Regions from separate parts of the Mus musculus genome. Here region 1 is linked to region 2. A link is a contact called in public ChIA-PET data. All regions are on one chromosome and are shown on one strand. The core of a region is the stretch at or near the end of the contact, and the rest is flanking DNA. Distances in the headings are between cores, read along the strand shown. Region 1 overlaps Gm11100 (predicted gene 11100). Region 2 holds the start of Atxn7 (ataxin 7).

Region 1 (5,055 bases), core at 2,336-4,835, 79 kb after region 2:
CCTGTTAACATTAATGACTCCATGATAATCAGACAGCATGAGTCAGGGAGGCAAAGGTGTGGCTAATGTCTCAGCAAAATGGTAAATGCTGGGACCTTCAGGATACCCCTTTAAGGCTGTGGAAAAGAACTCTAAACACATTAATTAGAAAAGAATATATAATTTCTCAACTATGCAAAAATAGAAGGCTGTGATATGAATTGTATGAGGACCTGAAAGAACCTAGTGGGGAAACCCCCACTCATGTCTCGAGTCGGCGAGCACCCAGGGAATCACGAGAGACCGTCTTGATGCAAACACACGAGGAAGTTTAATGATGGAGCTCTGGGCCTACATGTATCTCACACAGGAGATAGCAATTGTCGACCACAAGGCTCGAAAGCTAGAGGTTTTTAAAGAAACAGGTCTGGGGCTGGGGAGGAATTGGCGCGGTTTCACATGATTGGTTCATTTAATCATCAGCAAACTGTACGTGCAGATCAAGGTAACAGCAGAGCATCTGGTTAACATTTAACACATGTCAGATGGGCGAGAGATAGGGAGGCACCAGGCCAGTCTGGACATGTCTTTGCATTCTCTTTATCTTTATGGCTAAGTAGCCTCAGGAATGTCTTAATGACGGACCTGCCTGGGCATGTCCTGACCTGTTCTGCTATGTTCTCAGTCCCAGGCTTCAAAGCTCACAAACAACTCTTTGGGCTATTACATGAATCACAGATCTCAAGTTTAATTTTATTTCATTCCCCTCTTCTTCTACTAAATAATTCTAATCTTAGAATTTCACAAGTCTATATTTCTATGTGGAGAATAGAAATAATACTCTTCTTTTATCTTAACTATAGGTTGGTATTGACGCTGGAGGACCATAAGCTGTACTGCATTTACTCTATCTTTAACATGGGAACAAAAACAGAATAAGAAGGGATAGTAAACAGGCTTGAGGGTCTGGGCATGATGCAGGTGCACATAGATCTCCGACTGGAACTGGTGAGATGTCTTTGGGGTACCCAGCTCGTTTGCTGTAGCCAGTTGTGACCAGACTTCTTTCTATACCACCTGCAAGCCTTTTAACTTAGCATACAGATTATTATTATAAGAACATGTAGGTTTAAACACATCATTTAAGACAGTGATGGGCATGGGAGCCCCATAAAGGATCTCAAAAAGAGTAAGGCTGAATCAAGAGGGAGTATTTTCAGCTCTAAATAGGGCCTGGGGAAGGAGAAGTGAGTCTTTGCCAGTCTCTATGGTTAATTTTGTCAAGGTTTCTTTTAGAGTTGTATTTATCCTCTACCTGTCCCAAGCTTTGGGGCCTGTATGCACAATGTAACTTTTAATCAGTCTCTAATATCTTAGCCAGTCCCTGACTTACCTTGGCAACAAAGGCAGGTCTGTTAACCACACCTTTTAATTTCTTGGCCCCCAAGTGGGTCAAGTAATGTAAGTTGGTAACATATTTGCGTCCTTCTTCCCATGGGAGGACTAGTTTTTCTTCTTCTGTTTCTACTACTCCATACAGGGTTTCTTTTACCAGTCCATAACTTGATAGTCCTCAGACTGTCAGGATCATTGCTCTTTGGGTCGCCTGTTTGGCGGTTAGATCTGCCATCTGATTTCTTTTAGCCACAGCATCTTAGGTCTTTCTCTGCATATGTCAACAGCCCTCTTTGTCTGTATATTGCTCCGTACAGTGGCAAAAGCATACCTGCTGTCAGTGTAGACTTTCTTTTTGCCATTCATAGAGCTTGTATCAAAGCCACAAGTTCAGCTTTCTGGGCCGACGTCCCTTCAGGGAGGCTGCTGGCCTAGATCACTTGCTTTCTGTCTACCTGCTGTCCCTGCCTTCCACTTACCTTTGACCATGAAGCTACTGCCATCCCTGTATCCGCTCTAACTCTCAGGCCAAGGCTGATCTGATCCTTCAGATCATTTTGAGTACCAGTTTCTTCTGCCAGAACGTCAGTGCGGTGATGAGTATGTGAAGTCTCAGGCAGTAGGATAGCAGGATTGAGGACAGCAGGGGGATCGAAGGTCACTCGTTTAGTCAACAGAAAGCTCTGATAATGTGTCTGTCGGTCATGGGAACGGTTGGCTAATGCTTTCAAGAGTGTGGGGTGCCATTACAGTTATTTGCTGTCCCAGAGTGAGCTTATCAGCATCCTTGACAAGCAGTGCTATGGCAGCAATAGCTTTCAGACAAGAAAAACCACCTGCTGGCAACAGGGTCTAACTTCTTGGATAGGTAAGCCACTGGCCTTTTTCAAGGTCCCAAAGTCTGAGTAACGACTCCTCTGTCAACCCCTGCTGTCTCTTCCACATAAAGAGTGAAAAGGCTTGGTTAAGTCAGGCAAGGCCATGGCTGGCCATCAGCAGAGCCTTTTTAATTTCTTTAAAGGTTTTCTGGTGATCTGGGGTCCACACAAACACCTCTCCTTCCTTGGTTAGGGGGTATAACGGACAGCTAAGGTTGCCAACCCAGGTATCCAGAGTCTGCAGAAGCCAGAGATGCCCAAGAATTCTCTTACTTGCCTTAGTGTAGTTGGGGTGGGGATCTGAGTTAGTCTTTTTTTCTGGCTTTCTTTAGCCACTACTTTCCATCTCGAAGCATGTATCCCAAATAAGTAACTTCAGTTTGACACAGCTGAGCCTTTTTAGCTGAGGCTTGGTACTCTAACTCACTTAATTTTATTCTTCTAGGATCTTCTGTTGCACAGATTCTCTGTCTAGATCCTGGCTTTTCTTTCTCTCCTATCACTGCAGCCAAGATTCTAGTCAAATTTCTCTCTTGTCTATGATCCCTCCTGTTTTCTCTTTCTTTTGCCTCTTGCCTCTCTCTCTCTCTCTTTCTCTCTCTCTTACTGTTTTTCACTGTTAACCTCTCTATTTGCCACTGTCATCTATCTCCCCTGAGTCTGCAGAAGCTTTGCTTTGCTCTTCCCTACAGTCTAAGCTCACTTCTTTCTAGACCTCTATATACATCTGTCTTCTTTATCCTCTCTCTCTTTTTTTTTCTCCTCTGCACTTTCTTACCGACTTACCCTGTCTTTTTTTCTAACTTTTGTGACAAAACCCTCATTAGAGCCTGGCGATTAGACTTATAGGTGTTCTTTACCTTGGGCAGATGTCTCTCTAGCTGGAGTTTGGAACAGTCTCACTGTTAGTAGCTTAGGGCGGGGCTGCCCTAGAAGAGAAAACACGTGGGGCAGGGAAGGGAGTGCAGCTCTCATATTTGGCTGCTCTGGGCCACTGATATCTCAAAGTGAAAGCACTTTTTCTGTTAACAAGAGGCACTCTGGTACTGTCAAAGCATGAAGACCGGCAGGTGGGATGTAGGGGAAAGGAGAACATAATTAGGCAGGTATAAGAAGCAGCCAGGGAACTCGTAGTGATCCTGGCCCACCACTCTCACAGTCTCTTTCTCTTCTTCCTGTCTATCCATCCCACAGCGGTGGGAGGGTGGGGGAGGTCGGCGCACGTGGGCTCTGGGGAGCGGAGGAATCAGCAGGCCCCCAGTGGGGGGAGGCCCAGACACTTGGGGGCGGCGGGAGAGGTGGCAACTCTGGATGCTAGTCGGCCCTTCCCCAGCTGTGGCAGGCATCACGGCAGCTCTAGGGAGCCCAGGGGGCTGGCTTGGGGCCCTGCGGGCCTCACCCCTCTTCCACTTTGTCTGTCTTGTGGGCAGTAAAGTGCGTGGTGGTGGTGGGGCGGGCGTCCCAGGGAAACCTCCCTGTCGGTGTTCTCCCCACCTGGTCTGCCCCCCTCCCGGGCCGTGGTTTTCTACGCAGCACCTCGCCTTGGCCAGCGCCTGCACTCTTTTTTAGGCTGTGACTTCAGCGTCTCGTTAACTATCAGATGCAACTCACTTGCGGGCACAGCCAGCCTCTGCTGCCATGGTGCCTGCAGAACCCAGAAGTGAACAGCAGGCAATCAGAAGGTTTGTGTGCTGCTCTGCACCGAGCCCTAGCCACACACCACCGCGCCACCACAGCACTGAAGCCGGGAGCCCCCAGCCCGGCCCTACTCAGGCAGCCAGGCTCAGGGATGAGGCCACGTCCCAAAGCGCTGCCAGGTCTGTGCAGCCCGGGGCACACAGGGGAGCAGGCCCGCCCCGCGGGAAAGCAGCACCAAGTTGTTTTTCTTAACTATCACTGATAAATTCTGTCCTAATATCAGTCCAAGTCCACAGTCAGAGACAAAGGGGTTGACACTGTCTGTCCCATAACAAAAATCAGAAAAAAACAGGAGCAAAACAAAGACAGAAGACACTAGTACATCTAAACACATACATCTGCGTGTGGACTTACAAGCCAGCCAAAACGAGGGGATGAGGTTCTATATCCACCCACTTCCTGATGGGGGTCGGATTCCACATTGACCCCCCTTCACCCATGGAATGTCTTCCATGGTTGCAGCCTGCAGGCCTTAGGATGTCTCTCTCCCGCAGTCACTAGGTCCTTACGGGCCACAGTGGCAGCTGCCAGAAAACTGAAACCAAACACAAACTCAGTGGAAACCAAACACAAACTCAACGGCACCACACTTAGACAACAGACAACATACAAGACTCACACAAATGTACCTCCAAGGGGTCTTTTGGGGTTCCTGGGTGTCACACAGATCTCGGTGGAACCTCCAAATGAAAGAACCTAGTGGGGAAACCCCCACTCATGTCTCAAGTCGGCGTGCATCTAAGGAATCACGAGAGACCATCTTGATGCAAACACATGAGGTAGTTTAATGATGGAGATCCAGGCCGACACATATCTCACACAGGAGATAGCAATTGTTGACCACAAGGCTCGAAAGCTAGAGGTTTTTAAAGAAACGGGTCTGGGGCTGGGGAGAAATTGGCGCAGTTTCACATGATTGGTTCATTTAATCATCAGCAAACTGTACGTGCAGATCAAGGTAACAGCAGAGCATCTGGTTAACATTTAACCCATGTCAGATGGGCGAGAGATAGGGAGGCACCAGGCCAGTCTGGACATGTCTTTGCATTCTCTTTATCTTTATGGCTAAGTAGCCTCAGGAATGTCTTTAGGACGGGCCTGCCCG
Region 2 (5,661 bases), core at 2,661-5,160:
TATCAGTTCCCCTGGAGCCATCCACCTTGTTGTTTGAGACATGGTCTCCTCACTAACCTGGAGCACATCAAGTGGACTGGCTGGACAGGAAGCCCCAGAGATACAGTGCTTGCTCATCTCCCTCCTTCCCTACACACCCCCTCCCCTTGCTCCCTCAGTGGGATGAAAAGCATGTGCCAACAGGCATGCTTTTGGTGGGGAGTGGGTGGGTGGTTAACGTAGGGTCTAGGAATCACACTCAGGTCTCCACAACTGCACAGTAAGCACCTCAGCAACCAAACCACTTCCCTGACCCTCAGGACAGTCAAAATCACCTCAGTCTTTCAAGCCTGGTCCTTGCAGAAACACATGAAGAAGCGACTGAACGAAAACTTCAGTCTTTACTCCAAATATGCAAGCATAAGCTCCAGACAACCTAACAGCTGCAACATCTTTTAAATGCAGAGAGCAGCTTTAAAAAGATGTAAGGAAGGGGCAGGGTGGTTTGCTGACTGGAGAGATGGCTCAGCCATCTGACCACTCTTCCAGAAGACCAAGGTTCAAATCCCAGTACCTACATGGTAGCTCACAACTCTCACATAGACATACATGCAGACAAAACACCAATGCACATAAAATAAAGGTAAATAAAATTTCAAAATATTTTTTTAGAGATGTAAGCCAGGTAGAGTAGTACACACCTTTAACCCCAATTCTCTGGGACTCTGGAGGCAGAAGCAGGGAGAGCTCTGTTAAATTCCAGGCCAGCTGGAGATCTACATAGTGAGTTACAGAACATTTAGAGTTACATAGGGGAACCCTGCCAAAAGCAATCAACCAAACAACAAAAATCACCCAAACCAACCTCTAACAAGCCGTTTTATAGATTGATAATACAGCTAGGTTTGTGACTCCCTTTGGCCTTAGGTATGAGATTTCAGAGCTTTACGGACCCTATTCCCATTAGAATATATTCAAGCGAACAGAAATGGATTCAGCTGCTAAATGTTCTTGAGTCTCAGAGATCGGCATTCAAGGCGACAGTCATCCTCTACAAGGGAATTACCAACACTCAGCATCCTGTCCTCAGAGGCTTAGGAGTCATGTAAGGGACAATACCCATAGCAGGAATAAAAAGCAGGAGCAAGAGTGGATTAGGACCTCTGAAGTCCCACTCTAACACTTCCTACCAGAGTTGCCACTTTGTGATTTTAATTTTTCAATCCCAGGCGGACTGCCAAGTCACAACTAAAACCGGACTAACAACTGATTTTTCCTATTGCAACATCACCAACAAGCCCTGTGCTTCTCTCTTTCCTCTCCCCTTAAACAGCAATCCTCACGAAAAATCAACTAATTTTCCCTATAATCTGTTCCAACCAGAAGCACTCACGGGGTTGCCATAGTATTACTCTTCTTGGCAATACCAACCATGTGGCCAGCTGAAAAAGCCAAAGCAGGGAAAAGGAAAAAAAGGTGAGAGCTAAAACCTGCAGCGACTGTGAGGCCAGCACAGTAAGGAACCAGTCATGGATTTAGAAACCCAGCTGCCAAAGCTCTGCTTCTTGAGTCCTGAACAAAAACTCTGCCAAAATAAACGGCTACAGGTGAGAAATCAAATTGCATGGGCACATGTAAACTCAGTACTCTGGATCCCAAACTTGACTCAAGGCCATGACCTTTCTCACCAGACTGCCCAGGTAATCATTATGAATCAAAAGTCATAGAAAAAGGGTACTGTCAAAAGACAAATCTAAGTTTCCTGATTCCTAACCTGATTTTCATTGATAGCATACCTTTAGATCACCCTATCAGTAGAAGTCGATTTACTATGGTTAGTAAAATTCTGTATTCTTGTCCCCTTATCTGGCAAAGAATCCCAAATGTACTCCTTGCTTATGATGATCTTTTGGTAGCATTCTAAACATCGCTTTAAATTCCCCTACAAACAAGGGTACAGGGAGGCTTAAATACTTTTAGTTTTAAAGTACAAATACCGGTCATGGTGGTGCATGCCTTTATAATCCCAGCACTCAAGAGGCAGAGGCTGGCAGATCTCTCAGTTCAAAACTAGCCTGGTTGGTGGCACACGCCTTGCCCAACACTTGAGAGGCAGAGGCAAGTGGATTTCTGAGTTCGAGGCCAGCCTGGTCTACAAAGTGAGTTCCAGGACTGCCAGGGCTATACAGAGAAACCCTGTCTCGAAAAAACCGGAAGAAAACAAAAAAAAAAACAAAAAACAAAAAACAAAAAACAAATAACAGCCTGGTCTACAAAGCAAGTTCCCAGACAGCCAAGGCCATTTAGTAAAACCCTATCTTTAAAAGCCAAAATAATAATTATTATTCAAAATTCACTCTCTTTGCCTTAAGAAAACCTGGTTTGGTCAAGGCTCCTGCTCTACAGCATCCCCAGAAAGGCACTACTTTCCAAAGCTTAGAACTCTTTCTTTCCCCAGAAAGGCACTACTTTCCAATGCTTAGAACTCTTTCTTTCCAGGTGTTGTCCATAACTAAAGAGATATATGTTAAACTCCCTGCCTGCTTCCTATGCCCATCACTTTGAATTGCCCTTTCCAGAAGGGATCCAGGTTGCTGCCCATTACAGAGAGCCCCTAGAAATGAGATTTCTTCCTAAATGTTCTACCCACCCTCTTCCATCCTCTTCAGCAGAGACCTCAATGTGGCAAGCAGGGAAGGTGGGCTGAAGCAACAAGAAAACTTCCCCAAGGTTGGGTACAAACTCCACCAGGGGGGCTGGACTCACCTTCCCGGCAGAGCCCCATGACTTCGCGGTTTTTCCCAAACTCCTTGAAACTTTCATCCAATTCGGTCCCTAGGAGATATACACACACAGGAGGAGGGGAGAGGCAGGTCAGTGGCTAGGAGTGTGACGCACGCTCACGCACGCTCCGGGTAGGTGTGGGCACCCAGCAGAAGATAGCATCTCTGACCCCCGTGGGGGCGGCCACAGGACACGGCGCGGGGGAGGGGATCGGGGCCAGAGGAGGGGGGCGGGGGGGCGGGGGGAACCAGGAGGCGTGGACACTCACCATCCTTCCCAGGAAGTTTGGAAGCTTCCACCCACAGATTCCACGACTGTCCCAGCATCGCTTCGGGACTGGGCAAGGGCCTGCGCTCCCCAACCGTCGCCATGGCGGCGGCCGAGGTGGTGGTGTCCCCGGTGCCGCCGTCCTCCGCCCGTGGGCGCCGCAGCGGCGGGTGCTGCCGCTGGGGCTGCAGAGGCTGTGGCTGCTGCTGCTGCTGCCGGGCGGCCGCTGCTCCGCCCGCCGCGCGGCGCGGCTCCCCCCTGACGTCATCCGCGGCCCGCTCCGACATTCTTTCCGCTCCTACAATGTAACAAAAAGGGGGAAAAGAGTGGCGCGGGGGCCGCTTTTAAGGAGGCTCCGCGGAGTTCCGGCGGCGTGCGCGGCCCGCAGGCCCGCGGTGCTGTCAGCCCCCGGCCCCTGCCGCCGCCCGCCTCCCCGCCCGGGCGCAAAGTCCGCGGCGCCACCGGCTTTCGCTTTCGCCTCCCGCGGCCCTCGTAGGGCGCCGGCTGCGGCTGCCACTGCGGCGCTGGCCGCCCTGCCGGGCCCGGCTCGGGAGGCCAGCGCCCGGAGCCGAACTGCCGCGACCTCAGGCCTGCCTGCGCCCCGGCCCGCGGCTGCCCACCCTGCGGGCGCTCGCATCCCGGCCCAGCCGGCAGCCCCGCTCCTTCCTTCCGTCCGCGCGTCCGTCCGAGCGGCGGCGCCCGGCCGGCTCCCTTAAGCGGAGGCGCCTCCTGTCGCCTCCTCCCCCTCGCCGGTCCCTCCCTCTCTGCTCGCTCCGGCGAAGTTTGCACGTCAAGCCCCCGGAGTGGAGCCAGGGCGAAGTCGGAAACGCAGCCACCTATGGAAGAGCCTGCCGGTCGGCCCCGGCGCAGTAACGAAAGCGTCGCCCAGGCCCTCCCTCCGGAGCCCCGGGCACCAGCAATTCGCTCTGGGCTCGCGGGAGGCTGCACAGTAGCTGGAGCATGAATGGGAAGCAGCCACTGTGCGGACGCCCAGAAACCAAAGCTGCCAGTGGCAGGTGTGAAAATGCCGCCCAGGTGTTAGCCCAGGCGTCCGCATCGAGCCCCTGCTGCTTGGCCAGCCAGGAACGTGCACTTGAGTGCCCACAACTGAAGGTCACACTGTGTCCTGCGAACTTGAATTTCTTCTCCAGCAAGAAGGAAGCTACAAAATCAGTGTATCACTTTAAAGTTGGGTTGTTAGTCTCTCACTATTTATGGCTGTCTTTCCTAGAATCCGATGAGACCCCCATGGCTTAAGGAATATACCAGACGTTCGTCAGATTTGGATCACAAATTAATAAGCACTAGCACATACAGTCACCCCCTCCCCGACCATCAAACAAGTAAAGCACAGGAGTGGACCACCACAGGGTGCCTTTAGTTCCTATTAAGCTGTTATCTCATTTCAGTAAAGCAGCATCTTTTTAGCCTGCTCAGAGCCTCAGGCTTACAGGTGCCTTCTGGGACTGTATGAAGAGGTGAGCTTTCTCGACTTGCTGCTATTATCTGTTGGCTTTGGGGGGGGGGGCAAATATTTAGTAAGACAGATGTGACCAACATCTCTGTTGAAGTACAAAAAACCTTTCAAATGTTAAAATGAACGCAAAAGTGCATATGAAAATGTTTCCATAATATATTAAAGCCAGGACTTGGAGAAGGGGTTTGACATAGGTGCAAGTTTAAAAGCTTGAGCTGGGTGTGGTATGCACCCAGAGTCCCCAGTGTTTGGGAGGCTGAAGCAAGTGTGCAGCATCGTAATACAGGTGAGACTGAGAAACACAGTAAGAGCTTGTCTTAAATAAATAAAGCAGAAACACAATTTCTGTGAGACACATTTAGAAATGTGTCTATAGGGTCCCCCCCCCCCACTGGATTGCACACCAAGAAATCCAAAAAGGAATCTGCTGAGTGTTTATCAAAGGACAGTTGCTTTTTGAACACTCAGGCTATACACCTACATACAGATTCAACTAACTGAAGTTTGGAATATATTTTCCTTAATTTAAAAACTGAGCCTGGCATGGTGGCACACATCTTTAATCCCAGCACTTGGGAGGCAGAGGCAGGCGGATTTCTGAGTTCAAGGCCAGCCTGGTCTACAGAGTGAGTTCCAGGACATCCAGGGCTATACAGAGAAACCCTGTCTCGAAAAACCCAAAAAATTAAATAAATAAATAAATAAATAAATAAATAAAAATAAATAAATACTGTATCCATGCAGGGCAGTTACATATTTTTTAAAATTTATCTAAATACAATGTAACAACTATTTACATAGAATCTACATTTTATGTAAGTACTGTAAGTAATCCCGAGGTGATGTGCTGTAGACTGAGAGATGGTGTATAGGTTTTGTGTCATTTTATAGAAGGGATCTGAGCATCTGTCAATTTGGGATTCTGTGGGAGTCATGGAATATCAAGAGATGACTTTTAAATTTAAGATTTTTAAATCTAAAAAATAATTTCTGTAATAATGAGCAAGGTTAGAATACATATTACCATTACTAACATAGCTTGTGTGTCTCCAATGCAGGTTTTCAAATTTTTCATTAATCTAGATTCATTGAAACATTTGCATAAATGTTTCCCAAGATGTAATATATATGACTTATTTATTAGTTTGGATTTT

The links. ChIA-PET counts read pairs in DNA pulled down with a chosen protein or histone mark.
Region 1: an RNA polymerase II ChIA-PET map of memory CD8 T cells shows a contact between it and region 2, with 12 read pairs. The contact joins the enhancer-like site here to the promoter of Atxn7 in region 2. A contact is called at or near these places in 10 of 39 promoter capture datasets (the 3T3-L1 cell line, 3T3-L1-derived adipocytes, the HPC-7 cell line and 7 more), 1 of 115 datasets of contacts at active chromatin or transcription factors (memory CD8 T cells) and 1 of 9 other capture datasets (pancreatic islet).

What each region holds. Positions count from the first base shown.
Region 1 is chr14:13,932,326-13,937,380 of GRCm38.p6, reverse strand. All of the region lies in intron 2 of Gm11100 (predicted gene 11100), which reads right to left. Among named protein-coding and RNA genes, the nearest start is that of Gm11100, 16 kb to the right of the region's middle. Within about 2 kb of position 3,585, at least 61 of the 459 cell types and tissues checked have an H3K27ac peak or open chromatin away from gene starts, as enhancers often do. A contact at or near this core is called in memory CD8 T cells, where this site is marked.
Region 2 is chr14:14,010,740-14,016,400 of GRCm38.p6, reverse strand. It overlaps Atxn7 (ataxin 7), which reads right to left and starts at 3,910. Exons shown (of 12, transcript NM_139227.4): 1 at 3,651-3,910; 2 at 3,032-3,328; 3 at 2,746-2,814. The coding sequence starts at 3,317.